Linked DNA regions of Mus musculus: all the other regions are linked to region 1. A link is a contact called in public HiChIP or PLAC-seq and promoter capture Hi-C data. All regions are on one chromosome and are shown on one strand. The core of a region is the stretch at or near the end of the contact, and the rest is flanking DNA. Distances in the headings are between cores, read along the strand shown.

Evidence for each region. Promoter capture Hi-C pulls out the DNA fragments that hold promoters and counts their contacts. HiChIP or PLAC-seq counts read pairs in DNA pulled down with a chosen protein or histone mark.
Region 2: a promoter capture Hi-C map of pre-B cells shows a contact between it and region 1. The contact joins the enhancer-like site here to the promoter of Gzf1 in region 1. A contact is called at or near these places in 6 of 39 promoter capture datasets (the 3T3-L1 cell line, the C10 cell line, the HPC-7 cell line and 1 more), 8 of 115 datasets of contacts at active chromatin or transcription factors (the 230-238 cell line, acute myeloid leukemia, bone marrow-derived macrophages and 4 more) and 2 of 9 other capture datasets (adipose tissue and liver).
Region 3: a CTCF HiChIP or PLAC-seq map of the NIH/3T3 cell line shows a contact between it and region 1, with 10 read pairs. The contact joins the enhancer-like site here to the promoter of Gzf1 in region 1. A contact is called at or near these places in 3 of 39 promoter capture datasets (the 3T3-L1 cell line, hippocampal neurons and pre-B cells), 1 of 15 datasets of contacts at CTCF or cohesin (the NIH/3T3 cell line), 2 of 115 datasets of contacts at active chromatin or transcription factors (the NIH/3T3 cell line and bone marrow-derived macrophages) and 1 of 9 other capture datasets (adipose tissue).

What each region holds. Positions count from the first base shown.
Region 1 is chr2:148,679,825-148,682,950 of GRCm38.p6, reverse strand. Gzf1 (GDNF-inducible zinc finger protein 1) reads right to left here and starts at 1,831. Exons shown (of 6, transcript NM_028986.3): 1 at 1,736-1,831. Gm46771 (a long non-coding RNA gene) reads left to right here and starts at 2,007. Exons shown (of 2, transcript XR_001783505.2): 1 at 2,007-2,126; 2 at 2,506-2,673.
Region 2 is chr2:148,327,655-148,331,219 of GRCm38.p6, reverse strand. No RefSeq gene overlaps it. Among named protein-coding and RNA genes, the nearest start is that of Gm39957, 62 kb to the left of the region's middle. Within about 2 kb of position 2,114, at least 3 of the 459 cell types and tissues checked have an H3K27ac peak or open chromatin away from gene starts, as enhancers often do. A contact at or near this core is called in extraembryonic endoderm stem cells and pre-B cells, where this site is marked.
Region 3 is chr2:148,288,473-148,291,697 of GRCm38.p6, reverse strand. No RefSeq gene overlaps it. Among named protein-coding and RNA genes, the nearest start is that of Gm39957, 100 kb to the left of the region's middle. Within about 2 kb of position 1,492, at least 18 of the 459 cell types and tissues checked have an H3K27ac peak or open chromatin away from gene starts, as enhancers often do. A contact at or near this core is called in the NIH/3T3 cell line, where this site is marked.

The sequences.
Region 1 (3,126 bases), core at 582-3,081:
TGAGCACAAATGATAAGTTCACCTTTAGTGAAACTCATTAAGGCAGTAATTTGCTTATCAAGGTTATTTTCTAATCTACTCAAAGACATATTCCAAAGTATAGGAAAATTTACATCTAGTTGGGTTTTTTTGAGCAAGAAATTGTTATTTGATAATCACTTTTACCACTGAAAACAGCACTTCCTAGAAAAATAGCTTAAAACCCATCCTTATTTGCAATGTCCTTAAACACCAGGTAAACTGAGCTGCTCTCCTGAAATAATTCAAGTTCCAGAGCGTTTACAAACTGTGTAACCTTGAGCAAGTGGGAAGCTTCTCTGGACGTTCACTTCTTCCTCTTGAAGACCCAGCCATTCTGAGCCTTTATGGAACACAACATAGCAAACACTTCCAACTTGTCTGACCTTTGCTGGTTCATGGTGGGCTTCCTACACACCTGTAAAGGACATCTCATCTTACGGGTGACAGGCCAGTATGATTAGCTGGCTGATGGGCATCTTGAACCGGAGCCTCATGCCCGTCTTGGTTCAACTATAGTTTGTCAACAACCCCCTCAACTCCAGCTTCACCAAATGAAAGGTTATTCCCCTGCAGTTAACATATCCCCCAAGATTCCTGTCCTGGATTCCAAAATGCTAGCCCAACTTCCTGTCTTCTGCTTTGTGCACTCTTCTCAGAGTCCTCTGTCTCTGAATCTAACTTCCTTTTCCAGGCTTACATGGGTCTCCAAGTCTCCACCCTCCAGAGCATTCCTAGATCTCCTTCACCTGACGCTAGACATCACCTTGGATTCCATATGTCTACCTGGATCTGCCATTGCCTCTCCATTTCATTCAAGAGACCACTACCCAAAATCTCCAGTCTCAAACACAGAAAAGACTCCTAGAGAGTGCAATTGTAAATTTGGCACCTGTGGAATGTCATGTTGACTAAAGGGGACTCTACAGGGAACACTACCTACCTACAGAGGAAGCTTAAATAAAGGAAATACTGGTATGAGAGAGACAAGAGGCAAGTACTCAAGGGCCAATGCTCTTCAGAATCCCCGGCCCCAGCCTGAAGACTAAAGCTGAAGACCCCTCTTGGCCCGATGCCCATACGGCCAGCCTGATTTCCTAACACCTCGCCCTGGTCCCTCAAGGGAAATCGAAGTTCTTCCAGGAGATCTGGCAGCGACTTCACCATCAGCCAAGAAGGCCCTGAGCAGATTTCCCTGTTTACCTCCCCTGGGGGCAGACACCGGTCATAGCGAGCGGCTATTTGAGGTCTAGTGACAGCTGTGTTCCATTGTAACTCATTGGCATTCGGCCGTCTCAGGGTGGGCCTAGCCTCCTCACCAAGGTCGCCTAGTAGTCCCGGGGTCGGGACTCCCAGGCCAGGCCTCCAGGAGACGCTGTTCTCCGCAGCCTGCCCACCCTAGAGGGATCCTGGCTCTCAGGCAGGGAATAAAGGTCGGTGTCGGTGGCCTCTCTGACTGCACCACCTCTGACCCCACCTTGGCTACCCCGAGTCCCGGACCACCGATGATCTTCCAAAGCCGCAGGGAGAATGAACTCTGGCGGCAAGGTCCAGCCCTTCCTCCGGCCTCCAGAGTCCAGCCTGCGTGGTCATTTCGGCCTGTCCCGCCGCACCCCCGTACTCCCCGTCCTGTGCCTACATCCCCCACAGCCCGCCGCTCCAAGGGACAGAAGACAGAGGACAGCCTAGAAGACGAACCAGTCGGCAGCACGCTCACCTCTTAGCCAGTGCCTCCACGGACCCGTACCCTGGCCCAGGCCAGCAGGGACAGCGGACCGCAGGGTCCGCGGATTGGTCGCCACGAGCGCGCCCCGCCCCCTAGTGGGCTCCGCCCCCCGTAGGCTAGGAAGGCGCTGCGCGCGCACCTCCAGCTGCAAAGGCGGTTCCGGCCGTTGGTTACGTGATCTTACGTGAGTTTGAGCAGGGCCCCTAGCTAGCAGATCCCGGATTTACCACCAGCGTCTATCCAAGGCCGCGCCTGCGCAGAACACCGCAGTGGTTGGGGGCAGAGCTATTTGACAAAGTTGGGACAAGCTCCAGCTGCGCAGCTAGGCATTGGTCAGCAGGTTGCTGGAAGCAGGATTTTTCTAGCCTTCCGGGGTGCCTCGGTGGGTCAAGTCTTGGCGTAGGGCACGGCCGGGGTGGGATGGGAAGGCTGGCGCAGCTTTGTATTTCTTGAATCATTCCGCTTTAAATCCCACTCATGATCTTAATTAAAACCTGGTCATTAGAAAATCCTGCCTGACACTTCCAGTTCCCGGTAAATGTTGATCATGCTTCCACCTACTGCTAAAGCTTTACGAAGTCGCCTCCCTACTGCCACCAGCCAGCTAGACCTCTTCTTGCTGAGAATAGAATGTCTCTGGTCACTTCTTTCGTTGAACATTTAGTTTAGCGAAACAGTGCTTTTTCCTCCCTTTAAAATATATCTAATCCTCTAGAAAACTAACTGGCCTCTGTCTTAATACAGACCGTGTCTTTCTCTAGGGTGGAAGCCGGCTATTTCAAGTAGAAATGCCCACGAGATTGATAGCTCCTTCAACTTCCCAAATGCCTTGTTCTTTTAACTAGCTCCTGCTGCAAAGAGGCGATCTAGCCACTGAATTAAGCCAATTACCTGAAATAAAAGTTCTTACAAGGTGAAGTTAGTTTAAACTATGACTTCAATAGATATTGATGATTATATCTTGGAATACACGTGTGTGTGTGTGTGTGTGTGTGTGTGTGTGTGTGATAAGCCATAAACTGTTTTGCTACACAGAAGAATGAAATCTCGATTTACAACCCAGTTTGGAATATAAGTAAAACCATTTTGTGTGATTTGAAATAATGTAATGTTTTCAAGATGTGTTATGGAGCCAACCACATGGCAGCTCCTATGAGCCAAGCAGGCTTCGATATGCTGATGAACCAACCCTGAGCTGGGAGTCCCTTAATCTTTATAATAGCATGGTATTATAGGGAGTGTTTGTGTGAATAAACTGAGCATATTCAAAAGGGAAATCTATGTGTACGAAAAATGAGACAGAAGTATTTAAACTCTAGCTCAACAGGCTGAGACTGCTTTATTGGACCAGCAAGGGGCCCCGACATTTCTGTGGGATGAAA
Region 2 (3,565 bases), core at 865-3,364, 350 kb after region 1:
ATATCCTATGGGGAAACCCTCATCTCTACTTGGTGAAGGCTTTCTGTATGTGCCCTGTTGAGGGGGAAGAGCACTCACAATTCTATAAATAACCCCCACCTATGCTCTATAAAGAAGCCCAATGAACTCAATGGCTCCCCAGAGTTAATGTTGGTGGAATGATGTGTAGTTTTGCTCTTGGGACCTTAGGAGGAGGAGTAGAAGATATTTTTAATGTTTCACCTAGGGAGGAAAGTTTAGCAATCCCTCTATTTTCTTACTTTTCAGCTCTCCTACCCCTTTTTCATCATCTTACCCTGCCTGTGCAGTCACCTCAAGACTCCCCCCTCCCGCTTATCTTCAACTCCCTTTCATATTCTTCTCTAAAAAACCCACAACTCGATCAGATAACATCCAATTCTCCTAGTCCATATCAATACCCAAGGACCAATGGCTGGGACAGAGACTACATCCACCTAGCATTCTAAAATTTTTAAACAACTCTTAGACTAATTGTAGATTCATATATGTTCATAAGTAATAGGTCCTGTGAAGCATTTCCAAAGAATTCCCAGAAACGTCTCATAGGGACACAGTACAGAGTCACAGCCAGGGCATGGCATTGTCATTATCAGACTCAGGAAAGTTCTATTACCACAAGGATTCTTCCTGTTGCCTCTCTGTGACTCCACCAGCATCCCTCCCACCCCCAGTGCTTCCTTTTCATTCTTTAAATTTATCATTTCAAGAATAGTATACGTGTTGAACCATGTTAACTTCCCATCATTTTCCATCTCTAGCCAGATGTCTGTTTGTGTATCCCCCATTTCATAATTGATTATTTAGTTCTTAAAGTTTTTTATTTATTCTGCATACTAACCATTTTTGCACTGCTATTTATAAATATTTTCTTTCAGTCAATAAAGTGTTCCATGTGTGTGTGTGTGTGTGTGTGTGTGTGTGTGTGTGTGTGTGTGTACATGTGTGTGAGTGTGGATGAACACATGCCAAGGTGTCAGAAGACAGTCTTTGGTATAAGTCCCCTTCATCCACTTTATTTGAGACAGGGTCTCTTTATTGTTCATTGCTGTGTCCACAAAAATACCTGGCCAACAAGCTTCCGGGCATTCTTTTCTCTCTGCCAGTCATCTCCCTGTGGGAGCACTTTGGGAGCACTGTGGTTTCAGGTGCACACCTGGCTTTACCTGGATTCTGGAGATTCGAACTCAAGTTCTCACCCGTGTGCAGCAAGTGCCTTACCCACTGAGTGTTCCACCCACAAACCTAAGCATGTCATTTACTCTTTTTAACAGGGAAACAAAAGCTTTTTAGTTTTGATGATGTCAGATTTATCCCGTGCTCTTGATTCTTTTTTTTTTTTTTTTTTTTTTTTTTTTTTTTTTTTGGTTTTTCAAGACAGGGTTTCTCTGTATAGCCCTGGCTGTCCTGGGACTCATTTTGTAGACCAGGCTGACCTCGAACTCAGAAATCCACCTTCCTCTGCCTCCCGAGTGCTGGGATTAAAGGTGTGTGCCACCATGCCCGGCTCATGCTCTTGATTCTAATCTAATACCATCTCTAAGAATCCTTCACCTAAAAAAACCTAAAAAAATTCTCATTCAAAAGGCTTACAGTTGTACTTTTCATGTTTAGGTCTGTGATACATGTTAATTTCCATCAAGGGGATGAAGTCATTATTTTGTCCAATCACTCTAAAACTTTTATTTAAACTGTCTTTATTGGAGCTGATTTTTGTGCCTTCCTTTCTGTGGGTCTGTGTCTGTTTTTCTGTTGTGTTCCTTGAACTGTCTGTCCCTTTGCCAGTGACTCTGGCTGTATTGTAAAGTTGTTCACATGTATCACAGCTGGCCTTCACTGATTCCAATCTCATTTCAGCAAATATCCCTATCTTATTATCTTTTCCTAATCTCTAAGGGTGACCATTTAACTTTTCCTGGCATCACTAACAAGTCTAACATCCATTTTCTGCATTTTATCCTCAGTCTGTTTCCTCCTTTTGTATTTCCCCGAGGAACTGTAACAAGTCCTTAGAAGTGGCTTCTGCTGAAAAGCATTTACTCCTTGCTTGGGGACTCAGGGCAACCAAAGCACGATTAAATTCTCCTGTCTCTGCCTTCATGTTTTGTCTGTCTCCTTTGCTTTGGCTTGGAGCCTGTTTGCCATGTCACTTGTTAATCATTTCATAAGTGCTTGTATAACATCTGATGATACCTAATTTGTCTTATCTCTGCTGAAGGCTAAAGGCACAAAAAATAGAGTAACTAAGATATCTAGCTGCCAGAGTTGTTTGTTTGTTTGTTTTGTTTTGTTTCTTTCTTTCTTTCTTTTTTTTTTTTTACAATGTCCTATTCTTGAAAAGGTGACTGTTTGTCCCCTTTCTACATATTGTACTAAACCTATAGTCACCTTGGGATCCAGGAACAGCATATCCTGGAGACATACCACTCTACAGTGAGATCACTTCTAAGCAGGAGCAGTTACCATGTCAGAGCCATATTGCTAACTCTACTTTCTTACTGAATCTTCCGATGTCTTACACATTCAGAAAGCTTTACCCCATCAATTCTCTGATCTCTTCCTGATGTGCCAAATTTTCTCCTTTATTCCAACCAGGAAAACCACATCATAATAGCCCCAGAAGCAGCAATAACAAAAGCTTCTGTAAGGAAAACTGCCAAGAACTTTGATATGGACCAAACCTTTTGGGATATCTTCTACAGAATACAAGTATCATCTAAACATATCTTCCTGTTTGTCTGGCTCTCCTGGGCTCTGAACCATTCATTGTCTTTGAGTTACTTAGCAACTAAGTTGTTGATAACTTAAAATACCAAGAAAGACATTTATCCATGGATACACAATTTCTGTCTTAAATAAGGACTTTGAAACTCCCTTCTCTGAACTCTGCAGAAAATGCCGGTTTGGTATTATTTATACATTTGTTCTAGAAACCCTGATTTACCAGCTTAAGTACTTTTGGTGTTTATTGGGGTTTGCCTCAGACTCTGATGGAATCTTACTAGTTCCTTCCCTAATTGAACAGCTGAATAAAACCTTTGATACATGTTCATTTTCGATTTCTTTAGTTATTTTAACTTTTAACATTCATTAACCCTTCATACACTTGTAAAGCTATGTTTCCCTGAAGGCATGGTCCCATTCGTCCATCTCTCCTTCCATGACACTCTGCTGAAACATTGTCTGTGGTTGCTGCCCATGCCCTTATGCGTTAAGTGTAATGCAGGGGAATCAAGAATCACTTTGCACATGCCAGAACCGCAGACAGAGTGCTTCTCACATGCTGAGACTGTGGGATGAAGCTTGGGCTAGTCTCACATGCTGTATCATTCTCATGATGACTGAATGGTTTTCTATAATCAACAATACCACAGAGTCTCTCTATTGGGTTTTATGATCCACCTCAGATGATTGCTGGGGTACAGAAATAGATTTAAAAATGTGAGGAATCCTTCAAACCATCTATATCCCTGGCAGACTAAGAATTCTTGCTGCATTCCATATGGTATTCTCTGGCATGGAAATAGTTTAAATTCTACTCAAATAA
Region 3 (3,225 bases), core at 243-2,742, 390 kb after region 1:
GTTATTCTGTATATGTGCTGGTTAGTTTTTGTCAGCTTGACGAAAACTAGAGACACTTGGGAAGAGAGAACACTCGAGATATTGCCTCCATTATATTAGCCAGTAGGCATGCACATTTGTGGAACATTTTCTCGATACTTGATTGATGTGGGCTGGCCCAGTCCACTGTAAGCAGGGCCATCTCTGGGCAGGTGATTCTGGAATTTACAAGAAAGTCGGCTAAGCAAGCCATGAAGAGCAAGCCACTACGCAACATTTCTTTCATGGTTCCTGCCTCTGTTCCTGCCCTGACTTCCATCAATGGCAGACTGTGATTGGAATAAACTCCTCCTTCAGTTGTTTTTAGTCATAGTGTTTATTATGGTTACAGGAAAGCTAACGGGAACAGTGATAAGATGCAGTTGTATGGTCATTGTACATTTGTGTTAGCGTTTGTTGTTCTTCACCCTAGTTTATCAGTTTCTGACGTAGCTTCGTAGTCTGATACACAGTGCACTCTGACATTCCTTTTGTCTATTATTCTCCTGGCTCATAATCACCATTCTTTGTTCTTGGTCCTCCTGTGCACCCCTCACTAGGCAAGCCTTTCTTCTAACAGGCATGGTATCTGACACACAGTGTTACTACATCTGAACACTGGTGTGGTACTGATGGAACATTATATTTTAATTTTCACGTGTTCCGAGCTTGACTTTTGAGACTGTTTATCTGTCCCTAATATTCTCCTTTCCTTCATTTGCTCCTGGTTACCTTTTGTTTGTTTTTTTCTTTCTTCTGTTCTTTTGTCTTTTTTCGTTTCATGTTACTGTTCTTTGATCTACATACATTGTATGTGTATATGCACATGTGTATGCCTGTGTATCCTTGTATATGGATGTACACACATCAGTAGCTTTCTAGTAATTTAAAGGATTTCTTCTGCATTTCTGGTTTGTTTGGTAGTCCTTATTATTCATACATACTTTACAGTATACTCTTCCTTCACTTAAGAAATGCAACCTAAAAAAAAAAAAAAAAAAAAAAAGAAAGAAATGCACTTAGTCTCTACAGACTTCAGCATCCTGATGCTCCAGGCTAAGCTGGTTTCACTTTCCCTCGTAGCTCCTTCACTGCAGTGATATAACTGTCATTAAAGTGGAAAGTATACGGAGAGATTTCTTTCTTGTTTTCTTTGGCTGGATAGGGAATTCCTAGTCCATTATAATTGTAGGCTCCGCCAGCCCTCAAACTACCTTCAGACTGGCCCCAGCCTTGTCCTCCTGCAAAGGTCTAACACCACAGCTTTCCTGCAGGGAGAAGCTCAACAAAACAAGGAGCCATTTCTATTTGACAAGTAAATTGCACTTATTCATCTTGTAATTTTCTTTATCAGTTTAATCTATGTGTTGGCTCACATAAGAAGCAAACAGCTTTTATTTCCAAATGATAGATGAACAGCGGTGCAAATGGGAGGTTCTCATGGAGACATCAAGTTGGTCCTTAGAGAAAGGAGTGATTCATGATCAAGCTAGCTGGGAAATGTCATTGTGTCTAGCTAGGTTCATTTTACTAGTCTCATCTAAGAGATCATGGTTACTCTTTTGAGGATTTTTTAGAGATAAAAAACTGGGCTGACAGTGGCCTAAGACTAATATAGATGTCTAGACTTAGAGATCATTCTTTCTTCTGGAAGTTAATATTTAATTCAGTTTATTCTCTAACAATCAAAATCACCATTTCTCCAAATCTCTCACTCCTCCATCTGTACAACTGGCTGGACAAGATTATGTTTGCCCTTTCCTCTGTGCCTCCTCCTCCTAGTCCTCCTAGTTTGAAATGCAAAGCCTAACTGGGAAGGATGGATAAATTCAGAAGCTCTGGCTTAACCGTTAGATTCTGGTAGGGCTGCACATGGCAAATAATAATAGGGAGAAATTCCTTATCTAACTGGACCCCACTGCAATTAACTCCACAGACAGCCATGAATTTGTAAAGTTTCTTGTGCTTTGGAATGAGAAGAGAGGAAACAAAAACAAAAACCAAAACCTCTTCTCCCACAATGCCCTCACAGAGTACCATTCTCTTTCATTTCTCAACTTGATCTTCATGACTGTACCTTCAAAAGTTGTAAGAAAAAACAAGAATGTAGACAACTTGTGAGGTACTAGGATTAAAGAATGGCATAGAAGGGTTTTGATGGAGGAACTCTATTTTCCAAGTTTGTCTCGGTATATTATCAGCAGCCTCTCCATGATGTCTGGGGTGACCAACAGTTGGGAAGGTAGTGGCAGCTTGGAATGTCCCTTAGAGAAGAAAGAGGAGTGGTGAGAATACTTCTTGCCTTCATTCTACTACATTTGGCCCCAGGTGTTCTTGATTTTGAGCATGTTTATTTCAGAGAACAGCCATAGAAACAGCTAGTGTTGCCTTGACAACATCTGATAAAATAACTACACACCTGTTATTTACACTATTGTTGTTGATGATAGAAAAAACTGTGTCTTTCCTTCAAAGTGACTCTGTAAAATAGATGTCTCTTCTGTTTCCGCTTTCCAGTGACTGAGATCTTTATGTTGACACATATAGCTGCATGCACATAGTTTTCCTGCTAAAGATGTTGCTGGAGCCTTGCACACCACCTATGAGAAATCATTACTATAAACAAAAGCACCTTGATGTGCACTTGTTCTGACTGTGGGAACATATTTATATTGTCTATATGGTAATGTGGAGAAGCAGAATAACAATGTATCTCCTATCTATAGCCCATGTCCAGTAATGGATGGTGTTGATGGATACTCCAATTTCCTTGCTTCTTATATAGATGACCACATCCCAGTCTTTTATAGGTGCTGAGCAGGGTGAATCTCCAGTTGCTACCATCATTAACTTCTAGGTAAAGAACCCTGTTGATTTATTTATACATTTAAGATTCAACTGAATAGCATAAACTGGAGGTTCCACAAGACAGCAAAACCATTTAGGAGGCAAGCAATAAGTATGGGGAAACTTAACAAGGCACTCTGAGGAGACGCCTAGACAGCAGAGGTAACTGAAGATGAGACACACTGTTCTGGGTATGCTGAGTGTCCTGAATGTGGTAGCATTTAAGCAAAGGGTGAGGGAAGAGTCATGAAATGAAGGTCCTGAGAAGAAGCCCCCCCCCCCCAATAGCCAGCACTTAGTGCTATAAATCTATGATCGTTTCCAATGTTGAATTCCAGCTGTGTGGTGACCAGAACATGA